Linked DNA regions of Siniperca chuatsi: region 2 is linked to region 1. Evidence: chromatin contacts called from public Hi-C data. All regions are on one chromosome and are shown on one strand. The core of a region is the stretch at or near the end of the contact, and the rest is flanking DNA. Distances in the headings are between cores, read along the strand shown. Region 1 holds the start of hic1 (hypermethylated in cancer 1 protein). Region 2 has its middle 80 kb from the start of hic1.

Region 1 (6,523 bases), core at 3,323-5,822:
ATATCTGCTCACAGATGTCTGAAAAAGTTGGCTACAGTCATTCAGAGTATTCACCTCCTCATTGTGTTTCCATATCCAACTCAGAAAGCTTCTGCATGATATATGTCACATGTAAAACCTGCAATGCTCACACTTGGAGAAATGGTGTGTGATTTAAAGGGTGACAGCAGACTGTTAAGGGATTTGGCTGTCCACCCGGCCTTATCTCCAGCTCTGGTTCCTCACTGAGTGTTGGTCTTTGGGGAAGTAGACGTGCACAGTCTTTGGGATGTGTTCGGGGTTTAGCTCTCACAGCTTTAATTGAATCATTGCTTACAACCAGCAATTTGGAGGCTTTTTCAGTTCATTAAAAGTTCAGCATTTCGGGTTTGCTGCACTCCAGATTACGGTATGTTAAATTGTGTTTTGACAGGCTGAAGTTTAATGTCCAGCGCAGGGCTCTGGGGGCTGATTGATTAGTGAGATAAAGTCTGTCTAGGAAGACAACAGCTGAGAAACACAAAGAAACTGAAATCAAGCAACATTAGTTCCTACAGTATCATACTTAAAAAAACTCTTTCCTTCTCTCAAATATAGGTTACCTGCCACTATTAGCATATCAAAACTATTTTATTTGATTTTAATCTGTTCTAGCTGTGCGCTGGTTTTGCTATCAGAAAACATATCAGTATGTCTTGTCCTTACAAGTAAAATGAGCCATCATTCTTGGCTGTGACCCCTCCTTTCGTGTTGCTATGGAGATCTAACATGTGCTGTGAAAGTTTGTTATTTATTGCTTATGATGCTTTTGTAAACTATTCAGGCTTTGACCCTTGAACCTGCATAGTTACTGCCAACTACACCAAGAACCTCACATATTTCCCTGATTAATAGTAATTTTATAATGTAACTGTAATGAATTATCATCACCATAATCCTAATAAAATGCATTTTCTAACAGAAATTTTCTAGGCAAACCTAAATGTGTAATCCATCAGATATCTTGAATGCAATTATTCACATCAAATATTTCTTCATTTACAAATAGACCTGGCTGTCTTGAAAAAGAAAATGTTCAGTACATCAATATTTGAAGCCAATAAGATAAAGATAGATAGAAAGGTAAAGCTAATAATCAGATGAATACAAGTAGCAGCAAAATGCAGTTTTAGGCCTGGGACTGTAGGGGTTAAATAACTGCCAGACATAATTACACTGTTATGTAAGATGTGTAAATTAAAACGGAAAGAAATCAAGCTACGTAAAAGACACAACCTACCTGATAAGCAGCATATGATATCACTATGTGTTTCCCTAGGTGGAAAAAACTATTTTGGACCGTGAATCGAAACACGTTGTCACATCCTTGATACAACATGTCCATTCTCCTGCACAGGTCTGCCTACCTCTGTCTGTGAGGTTATCGACAGTTCATCAAGGGAACATGGAAGTGAGAGACAATACCTTCCTCCACTCCACCAGGCTCCTGAGGTGACTCGGATCACTTCAATGAAACACCAGCACCTTGGGCTCAGATCATTTAAAGAGGAAGAGACCCTGCATGCTTTATGAGATTGTCAGCTGCTATTGTGATCAAAACAAACATAAATAGGCCTCAGCCTGGTAAGTGTTTCTCTGGATCACATCAGCTGTCTGTTAACGGCCTCAGTGATGATAAAATAATTACATTCATCAATTTCAATCTGCAAGTCTTTCAAACACCTCAGGATGGCTATGGAAAGATTTGAAGGAATAATAACAGACAGGCCTGTCGGACATAATCCATCCAAATCCAGTGGATTAAATATGTGTTAGTATTAATGTTTATAGAAAGCTATTGACTCGGGCTAACTACAGTGTACAAAAAGAATCAAAATGTACTTTTTTAGAGACACTGAAGCATTTTTCTGGAGATGTTTTCTCAGTTACTTTTATCATATACATTGAAATAATCCAGCCTTAAGTGATGGTTATAACCAAAAATAACCCATAAAACATGACAGGTTGGAGTGCAATTGATTTAGGTAGTCCTATTTATCAGGCTACAACATTATTAGACTTTTTCAGTGGTTGAAAGTACTTTAAGTACATTTACTCAAGTACTTTACTTTAGCAAAATATTTGAGGTAGGCCTACTTGTGATTTACCTGAACATTTTATGCTATTTTATACTTCTACTCCACTACATTTCTGAGGAAAATATTGTACATTGTATCTGACGGCTGTAGTTACTTTCAAATTACAATTTTACGCACAAAACATATAATCAGCCTATAAAATTGTTATAGGGTAAACTATCATGCAGTATATAGTTAAAAATAACCCACATAACTACAACATCAAAATACAGCTTACGTGTTTTACAAAAGTAAAAGTACTTTTAATACTTAAAAGTACAATTTATTACTTTTGTACTTTTTAAATGCAGGCATTTTACTTAACATTGCATTTTTTTGTAGTGATCTGCTACTTTTTCTTAAGTAAAATATCTGAATACTTCTTCCCACACTGGCAATTATATTGTGAATGTAAAGCATATTCACCACTGAAGGTTAACTCACCTGAAATCAGTTTTTCAAAAAGTTGACCAACCTTTTTATTCTGACAGTGGTCGTCGTGAGCCCGAATTCCAGCATAAACAGCTAATCAGTATGACCTATAGGCTACTGTGTGTTTTTTTTATATGGTGCTCACGAATTATTGGTCATAGCTTTCCAACCTTTTCATTTCCCCCCAAATCACTGCACAGCATGCCCTCCTTGATAAGGCCAATGGGACTCGCGGTCGCGGAGTGCACCATTGGGTGTCGCTGTGCGCGTAAAGTCTTCGCCGGCAGGTTTGGTCCGACCGGACCCCAACACAGTCTGAAGTGTCAGATAGTCTTGTTAACACGTGAGAATTTCAGTGTATGGAAGAGGGTGAAAGAAGGGGAAACTCGGGAGAGAGGGGGCTGTAAAAATACGCGGAAGAGACGTTTTTGAGAGAGAGAGCTGGACTTGGAGGAAACTACGGAGCTCCTAATGAGGGAATGCCGAAAAGGAGAGCAGACATACGGCCAGAGCACCAGACATGAGTCCGAGGTAAGATTGTGATACGGCAGTGAGGCACGGATGGCATCCTTGCAGACGTGTGATCACACACTGTGTCATAATGAGCAGCTTTTAGTGGACTACAGCATTAGTTTATCCAGGTTTTAATGTGTCTTTTCGTTTTACACCGATGATCCTAACGTTCAGTACAAAGCCTGAGCATCTGGATCACATGGACATGTCCGGCCTAAATCATATCTGATATACAGTAACTTCGGCTGTAATTTTTATGTTTCCATTTTTAATGTTGATATACGCATAATTAAATCATCCAAGACACTGGAGGTCTTCTTGAGAGGATTTTCAGCATACGCTGTTGGCGTAAAGTAGGCCAAGAAATAAACTTGCAATTTATAAAAGCCACATAAAATATATTTTTTTAATAATTCATTTTGGTATTGAATGGGATGACTGCATACATCTACTGAAGGGAAAAGGTGTCCATTGCGGGCTCTATGTTATATACATACATTAATGCCTATAAGAATATTTTGACATCAATCCATTGTGGGGCCAAAATTGACAAGGTTTTAAGTAGGTAGGCACGTTATTTAAACATCTGCACTGATAAAAATAGGTCCTAATGTCCTTATGATGCCAGTTTTCAGGGGACATTTATCTGCCCATTTACAATGCTGTCCACTTCAGTGTCCATGTCCACAGCAGGTGTTTTACCTGAGAGACAGAGAGAGAGATGTGCTTTAAAGTGTTAAAGTGGTTCTTTTTAATTTCCACTTAGCTAATTGTGCTCTTTAAGTGACGCCAGGGGGCCCATTAAGGCTCCAAATTTGAGGTATGCAGGGAAGGTAAAAGACAATCTAATTTAACAGTTTTATTGATTTTGCTTAATTAAAAAGTTTGCAATTACAGAATACCTACAGTTGTACATTTATTTACTAACTTGCACAAGAAGCAAACACGACTTGTGAGTGAATTAGATTTAATTTTGGCCTCAGGGACAAAATAAAAGGAAGATGGTGGTGTTTGAGGGGGTGGGGGGTCTAATTTCTTGAAGGTCCTTGACGTGAAAATCTTTAGCAACGATTGATGTAATCAGTTATTTCCATCATTAAACTCCTCTCCAAAGTTTAAGTGCCTGATCACAAATAGGCCCTATGCAACATCGAGTGGGCTATATAGGCTACGTCTGTATACAATAGCTGCTTGTCTCTTTAAGACGATGTGTTGAGAAGTTCAAGTCGGGGTCAACTGAAGTTCCTGCCCTCGATTTTACCTTTTATTTTTATTATAGACTGACATCACACGGGGCGCTAAAACACTTAAGGCGCATAGAGGCTCCATTATCATCCCGGTGCGCGTTATTGCTCCAACTCAAAAATAGCTAAGGAAATTACTAGAAAAAAAAATAGGAGGAAACTGATGCTGGTCTAAGCACGTATTTTTTTTATAGGAGGGGGTGAGAAGGAGGGTAGAGGAGGGGCAGAGAGACACAGAGAAACGAGGGAGAGGGAGGAAAGTGGGTGGGAGGACGGACCTAAGGAGCGACAAGAAATTCATATCAATTAATAATCATAAAAAAAGAGCTGGCAGACACGCTCGGAAAACTGGCATGGTTTTTTGGAGGCTGGCAGTTCAAAGCTGAAACGTCAGATATGACTCCTAGAGACTGCTGAGATGATCATTAAAGGAGACTTAGATCGGATGGCAGAAGACATCGGGCATGCAGGTAAGAGCTGACATGCTGCACACAGGCATCCAAACAAGAACTGGGGAAGGGTGACATTTAGGTTTTTATTTATTAAACTGTACAGTATATACTGTCAGAAAGGAAATGTGTTTTTTATTCAGTCTTTGAAATATTAGCAGAACGTATTTTATATAGGACATCGTTTTTATTCCAGTATTAATCCTATTTTGATATCGAAAAGAAAGTATCCGCTTCTTCTTTTATTCCGCACTTAAAACGAGTCGGTTGAAAACATCTTTTCCCCCCAGCTAATTAATTGTATATAGACCAATCAGTTTATTTGTAAAATTATTCAGGGTCAGTCTGATGTAGTCCTAATGGAGAATTTGATCTAAAAAGTTCCGAGTACAAAACAAGACAAGTCTGTTGCACTCTCCAAAATGATCTTTTCTTCGAGTTTAATTATTTAAAAAAAAAGTTTTTTGAACTCAGATGTAATGTAAAAGTTAAAAGGAACATCGACCTCTGTTAAAAGGGAACTCCAGCTTCTTCAGTAATCTTGTAATAAAATTAAGAAGGACGCTGCAGCAAAATCATAATGCTCCTATTGGACATTATAAAATAGGCCTGTCACTGTGTGTAATAATGCCAGAACTGAGCTCAGGCGAACTCAGAAACACTAAAGAATTTTATAGGAATATATTGGGGGGAGGATTTTTAGTGCATGGATTTCTGGTTCATTTTATAAAAGCCGAGATTTTATACACATGTATGAAAGAGATGCTTCTCAGTGCTGTTGACAGCTCTGAAGAAGAAACAGCTGTCTGATACACCTTAAAGTACAATGAGCTGAAAACAGTCTGTTTCTGGAGGTGATTTAGGGCTTCTTTGGCGGAGATAAGGTGAAGGTTTAAAGGCTGCAGCTCAGAGAGATGGATTCACTCGTGATTCGGTTTACTGGACAATATGTGAAGAGCGGAGTAAAACAGATTAGAGACGCAGCGAGGACAGGTCCTCTCGGAGTCAGCAGACAACTTGATGCTTTGCTTGCAAAACGCGACGTGAAGATACTCAGATACTTCAAATCTTGCTCTTTGATAAACCGTGACACAGGCAAATAAAACTTACATACAGTAAATTTTATTTAATTTTCAAATAAATGTATCGTCTAACGATCATCAGAGTTTAGGAGAAGAAATTAGAAATACATGATTCAAATAAAATGGAATATTCTGCTGTAAAACCTGTACGATATTAAATGATTATAATCCATACAGTGACAACATACCCTGTTAATTCTTAAATATAAGTGTTAATTATTACAATATCATATTAATATGCTTATACTTGGTCTCCTGTTTAAATCAACTCTGTTAATTAGGTTCCTATCAAGATGAAGAAACCGTGTTAATCTCATACTCCCGTGAGTATTTGATACGTGTGGGCTGATTTTTAGATTCGCGATTACAGCAATCAAACAGGAAACTGACACTCCATGATGTTTGCTGACCTGACTGAAACTGAACGTATTCACCTATCATGAGTGCTACTACTCGATCTGCGCTTCAGGATGCAGTTGTTCTGTCTTTAATGTAAAACTCATTTAATGCATGTTAAGCTTCGCCAGCCTGTATATGCCTCTTGTGAGTCACAAAAAGGACAACAAAATATCATTATTTGGATTAAAGTAATATGAAACTACAGTAAAATATCTTCTTGCAAGTTTACACTCACCTTGTACTGCAGTGTTGCCTCATAAATTGAACATGGACTAAATATGAAGTGGTCAAATGGGTTCTAAAATAAA
Region 2 (6,841 bases), core at 1,703-4,202, 80 kb after region 1:
TGTTTTGTCACATGATCTTACAAAGTTGGGTAACTGTGAGCTCTGACTCCTCTCTAGAGTGGACAGTGGGAGCTGGCAACAAGCACGTCCCAATATGAATGACTTCCTGTGCTGTGGGCCTGGACTGTGGCATCTGTCAGCCCACTACCCCTCCCTGCTCTGTCACTCCCTCCACCTCTCCCCTACTCTCTCTTTACAGTCCATAAGCACTCCCTCCCTCCCCCTCTCCATCCCTTTGCCCTCTTGCCCACCATCCCTGACTGGGGCCTGAATCACACAATGTTTCACTCGATTTGCTGGTAAATCCTCCCTCTCCCTAGGCCTCCGGAGTGCTCTCCCACCTTCCTCTTCTTCCTCTCCCTTCCTTCGACAATCCCTTGGCACTGCCACCCACACAACAGTTCCTGTTGATCCCTCTGACCCCCTTGTCGACCCTTGGGCCTAATTATGGTTGCCCCCGGGTAGGGGCTCAAGCCAGGAAAGAGAGAGGGGTTGGTGGTTGTTGGCAGGGCAGCAGAAAACTGAGAGGACCTTCACTGGAAACTCCATCAGTGGCTGAATCACTCTCAGCTGTGCTTTACAGAGAAGTAAAAAGCTGGCCATGCAATTCCAGCCCCTGAGTGTTTGTCTTCTGTCCAATTTTGATGTCTTTATAGCTTCATCCCAGTGACCAAATATGGTATAGTGGTAAATAATGTATTCAGTTCACTGCTGCTTTGGATTGTATTGTTGATCCAAGCGTGAAAACATTTGGGATGCTCTCACACTGTTAATTATAAAAAGACTATTACATGTAACACATTATAGTGTTTTGTGGTAAAGTGCATTGTCCATCTCTAGAGAGTGCACATCATAATGAATGAATCATAATGAATTCAAATAATCCCCCCAAATGGGACATCAAACTTGTTGTTTTTAATCTTTTTAAAAATGACAAAGGCAGGTCTACCGAATACATCTTGTAACAATATTGCATTATGGAGTTTGACTCTGAAGCCTGATATATAACGTCAATTATGGCTTGAAATTTAAGTAGGTATGATGTTTTTGTTTCTTTTGACACACTTATGGTTCAAGGTTCAATTTATTCATTCATAAATGCATTGGAAATTACAGTTCTCCTATTCTAATCAGCCAACACTGATTACAGAACATAACAAATAAATACCCCATATAAAACCATAGATAAAAACAACATGAATTTATTTTAAAAAATTGAAAATGATAAAACACTGGGATAAAAGAACACTTCACTTTCTCAACAAGTGTTGGAAATATTTTTTGATGTCATATCATCTACATTTTACCAATTAGCTGCAAAAAGAAAAGCATGCCATCAAAGGAAGAAAGGCCCCTAAATGTAGTTTGCTATTATTTTAAGGTGAATATAACCTTTGGGCAAAATATGTCTGCACACGTTGCCCTACAGAATATGTATGTATTATTAGATCAACTGAACTTTGGTTGACACTTGACAAATGACTATCAAAACCCATAATCATTTCGCATGTTGACTGGTTTCCAGGAGACATTGGCAACAAACATTCATGCAAAGGTTTTCAATCAACTGTCATATTGTATTGTGGGTTACCTTGGTATTACAGTTTCGTAATGAGGATATTTTCTCTTTCGATCTACAAGTTGTGTGAAAAAACTGCCAAACAGATGCACTCAAGATTCTCTTTGCACTGTCTTTGCTCTCACACTGATACAGGCCAATGGACAGCTCATGTTTTTTCCTGCAAACCACAAAGACACATGACAACTGTTATCTTTCTGTGGACAAAAAAGACAAAATCATTCTGCATGTTTGGCATAATAGTGAACTTGCTTTCGTAATTACATCTACTGACGGTAAATATGTCTGTGAGCATGTGAAATTGGACACATGTGCCTTCCCATGCAAAGGTGACTGCTATGACAAAGGGGCAAAGGACAGTACGTGTGCAAGTCAGGTTGTCTACGTGCCGACCTGCCCCTGTGTGTATATGAAAGTGTGTGCATATGACTTTTAGCGCCAGTGTGACTGCAAAAGTGTGCAAATGTGTAACCACACTGAAGTGAACATGCCTGCCACAAATGGGGGAAAATGAAGAATTAGAGAACAAAAAGAGAGGCAGGCGTCAGAGGTGCAGCAGTGTGCTGTCTGTACAAATGTGGGTATGAAAAGACACACACATATAGGCACATGTTTAGAAATACACACACAGCAGGCTGACACAAAGCCACACACCCACAGGTTTCACTTCTGCCTGGTGTGGCAGCACTCTTGAAACACCAGTGTACCGAGGTTAAGGTTCATGTACAGGTCAGGGCATACACACGAGTACAAAAACTTTATATAACAATTATAGAGTATGAGGTTATACCAGGTAGCAAAATAACATTACAATAGACACATGAAGGGCACAAATACTGTACCTGCTATTCTACATTTATTATTACAGGTATGAACCTAAAGTGTCTGTAAAATATGACAAAAAAAAAACATATATGTAAAATATAGTTAATGCCAATAGAAGAGGGTGAGACGGCCTGCAGAGCACCAAGGGAGCTACACGCAAAGAAACAAAACAGCCACACACACATGAAAAGACCAACAGAGGAGTGTGTTACGGTGCCACTGTGTGCATGGCGCTCATTATTCAGCAGGAGAGAGAAAATCTGTCAGAATCAGAGTTTGGGAAGCTGGTGAGAGTGCTAAGACTTGCCCACACTGCTACAGGGGAAATAAGCACATGAGAAGTTTGTGGTGACGATACAGAGTTATACTGAGATGGGGAACTTGACCCTGGGAAATGAGCAGGAGCTGTGTTGCGGCTCATTTGCATGGTCACAATATCAGACTATTTCTTAATCAACCCATGGTGCTTATCTCTAACCTTGTGACCTTTGGTTATGGTAAAGTACCTGCCTTTTGCGGTAGATTAGAGGATTTTACACCAGTCTGATGCATTTAAGTGTCTCTCTGTGTGTGTGTGTGTGTTTCTGTTTGTGTTCAGCACATGTGACAGACTACGTGTGTGTGTCAGAGCGTCGGCAGGGGTGAGAGCAGCGCTGGTTGGGGGGAGAGGTTGCGGGTGTTGGAGGGGTGGGCGAGTCTTTCTCATGGCCTCTGAGCCCTCTCTGGACTCTGTTCTTGCCTAGTGATTGGTTAACTCCCAGACACTGTCACTGAGACCAGACAAAGCATACACACACACACACACAGAAGAAGAAGAAGAAGAAGAAGAAGAAGAAGAAGAAGAAGAAGAAGAAGAAGAAAGGAAGAGAGATAGAGAAGAGATAAAAATAGACAGTTAGGCTGCTAGACTGGATGACACAAATGCAAGAAGACAGAAAGAGAGAAAGTGAGTCGTAAAAAACAAAGTGGGTTTAACTGAACGTGACACTGAATGTCAAAGAGTCAATGTGTCAATCAGTGTCGTGGTTAATGCAGCAAGGCAGCCAGGACTGCAAACATCACCAGTGACAGTTTTTCTCTCTGTCAAAGGAAGAGTCTGCCCTCTGCTGACAGCATTTTTTAACTGCATGTATAACACTTCAACTCTTTTATGCAGCCTGTTGTTGAACGTGAGACAAGAGGGCCTGTCCTCATTATTGAAGTAGCTGTAAGCAGAAGTAGCAAACACAGGAAGGACTTTGTATCTCTGATATGAAACTCTTAGACAACCGCTCACTTGACAAGAAAGCTGGCCCACACTATTTTTAAGATCAAGTGGATCTGTAATCATGACAAACTAACAGTTAACAATGTGAATGTAGTCATTTTTAACACACAGTCAAATACATGTAAATGTGTAGTGTAAAACTGTGATGTTTCTTTTTTTAGCTGCTGTGGGAAGAAAACACATCATACATTTATAACTAAGTCACTTCAGGTATCTAAGAAATGTAACAACATAAGTGACCTGTGTGGTAAGTCAATATTTGCTAAGCTGATCATGAAAGTAATTTAGAAGTGAGGTTTTGCACCTTTTATTGCCACAGAAGCACAAAGAGACAAACATTTAGTTGAAAGACCCAATTTGGTAAGACAACAGCTTGACAATTGCCACTTAGAAGCATTTTTCTTCTTGTTGATTTAGTGTTGTTAGCTGTGTGTGTGGGGATATAATCCTGTCTAAAGTTAGGCTAGTCACTCTACAACAAGCAGGGCAGCCCTCAGTGGTAATACTGCACCTTTTTGTGTCAGACACCGCTGAGCCAAAGCTGCATGAAGAGACAGGAGTCTGTTCAAAGGTAGCCTCGGGCACAGAGAAACGGCCATTAATCAAAAGCTAATGGCTGCCTTTAATATGCAGAGTCATATAGACAGACATTAATAAAGCACTGACCCAGAGCAGGCAGGATTAAAACAATAGTTTATACAGTAGTCTTTGTTGAGCCGCCCATAAATCACCTTCAGTATCAACACACCATAAGAGTGTTTCTATAGATTATACACACTCACTTGTGGGTGTGTATACAGACGCCCTCAAGCAGGTCTGGCACTTCAGTGTTAGCACAAGTGGCGAGGTTGTTTATCACACAGTCAGCTGGTAATCCCTCTGTTAGGCTAAGCGCTGCCCTTAGAAGTATGAGAACCACTCGCAGCACATGTGGGCATACACACACACACACACTCACACACACACACACACACATACACACACACACACACACACACACAAAATGATGTGTTTGAAATACAGTGAGTGGGTGCGTTATTCACTTCTAAAGGCCGTTATGGTTGACACGGGTTAAAGGATAGGAGTTATTCTATAGTTTTCTTATTGTCAACAAACCAACAAAAGATCAAAACCATCAATGCCTCAGTCCATTGATCTATATTTTCTGACTGTCTCTTCTTCTCTGACCCCAGACGATGTATTCTAATGACTTTGGTGATCCTCTGACTTTGCCTCTAGCACCACCATAACATTTGACATTTGTGGTTTTGAGTGAAATGTCTCAACAACTGTTTGATGGACTGCTTTGCAATTTGGTACAGACATTCATATCTATCTAATTGTAATAACTTTTCATCCAGTAACAGGTCTAAATTTATATAAAAGTTATTTGTCCATTACTTCGGTTTATGACCAAATACCTGGAAACCGATAACATTCCCATCAGCCTAAGCTGTAGCATTGTCTTTTGTGCTAATTAGCAAATGTCAGCATGCTAATGTGCTAAACTAAGATGGTGTACATGGTAAACATTATACTTGCTAAACATCATGTTAGCAATGTCATTGTGAGCATATTAGCATGCTGATGTTAGCATTTAGCTAAAGCATCGCTGTGGCTAAGTACAGCTTTCTCAGAGCCACTATTGTGGCTGTAGTCAGTAATTTCCTGAAACAGCTGGGCAGTGTAGTTTTTAGACTATTGCCAGCCTTATCCTTACGTGCTGCCCTTGGAAGCATGTAACGGAGACAGACTTGTACTTTTATCAGGACCTTTCATGGACTATATTAATTCTCTCATTTCCAACAATAACCTCAAACTTCACCATCACAGGCCTAACCCTAACACCTCTAAAATAAACGTAATATTTTTTAATTGTACACCTCATTTTGCAGTAATGTCCTCATTACAAAGGTGTAAAACTCAAAGTTTCACAAGAAGTATGAAATAAAAACAAACACACAAAATGCACAAACATAGACATATCAGCCCCGACACACACAGACATGTCCGATACAGACACTAATGCAGCACAACACTGTACATTATCGTAGAAAAGGTTTCAGTCGTAGTCATCTGGACACTGTTTTCAGAATCAAGACGTTTCGGCTCCCATCCGGAAGTGATTCTCAATTGAGAATGTGCAATTTCTGAAACCTTTTCTACGATAGAACACTCCTGGACGAATGAGGGACTACACCGTCTTATTGTGAACACTGTACATTAACAATTTTACAAGAGTTCTCCAGCCCCCTCCCCGCTAATTTTAAGAAGCATGCTGGCCTTCCCTTTGTAAGCCCACTGCTCCTGTGTGTGTTTGTCAGTGCTGACGAGAGTCGGTAACCCTGGCAACAGCTGACGAGGTGCTGCTATCTCTTCTCCCTGCCCGCTGATACCCATCGCTCGCACTACCTTTCTCTCTCCTGTCATGATGGTGTTCATCAGCTTCCTGTGCAACAACTCTCACATAGTGCACCAAGGATAGATTTTGTGTTTTACACGAGTGTACTACAGATTAAAATAATTGCAACTTTTAGCTGCTTGCTATTGTTGTTGATTTATTTGTTTTATCATGATCTAGTCTTTTGTTTCATCACTGAAACTGTGTAAGTTGCAAATAAAATATGACATTTTTTTGTTTTTATGATTTAACAATCCCACGATGAGATCATTTAGTTCAGTTAAACTGATACAAAAAAGTTTTTGTAAATGGAAAAAGAACCCTTTTATTCCTTAAGGTTTTACAAAAGTTAACACATAGTATGTGTGAACGCGTATTCTTAAGAATACCTGCATAATTTTAATATTTTCTCTGCTTACCTTTCTGGGGCTTTTCGTCTCGAGCCCTGTCCATGTGTCTCTGTGATACATGTGTACAGGTGGAGGATTGTTGTATTGTTACGAGCCAGCGCTGTGATCCAGGGGCTTCCAGCATATCCGAAATGCAGGGAAGATAAGGTCTGTTTGAAAGGCTAGCCACTCTGGTTAGCCAAGACTCATTCATGGCCAACAACAGCTGGCTTGGCATACACACACCTTCATCTGTCTGATCTGGCCCCAGAGTCTGACAGCAGATCATAATCACATCCATTCAAGATTCAATCATTGTTTCTGGAACTGTGAGAAGAGTGAATGGGAAGTATGCATCTTAGCTGAAGCATGTGTGTTTC

What was found. A called contact is a pair of places that touch in the nucleus more often than the background predicts.
Region 2: a contact with region 1 is called in a Hi-C map of liver, with 4 times the contacts expected there. The contact joins the enhancer-like site here to the promoter of hic1 in region 1. A contact is called at or near these places in 3 of 3 Hi-C or Micro-C datasets (liver, skeletal muscle and an unstated tissue).

What each region holds. Positions count from the first base shown.
Region 1 is chrLG7:21,775,406-21,781,928 of ASM2008510v1, forward strand. hic1 (hypermethylated in cancer 1 protein) reads left to right here and starts at 4,573. Exons shown (of 2, transcript XM_044201829.1): 1 at 4,573-4,755. The coding sequence starts at 4,704. LOC122878690 (a long non-coding RNA gene) reads right to left here and starts at 3,055. Exons shown (of 3, transcript XR_006378522.1): 1 at 2,541-3,055.
Region 2 is chrLG7:21,856,894-21,863,734 of ASM2008510v1, forward strand. No RefSeq gene overlaps it. Among protein-coding and RNA genes, the nearest start is that of hic1, 80 kb to the left of the region's middle. Within about 2 kb of position 2,953, the one cell type or tissue checked has an H3K27ac peak away from gene starts, as active enhancers do. A contact at or near this core is called in liver, where this site is marked.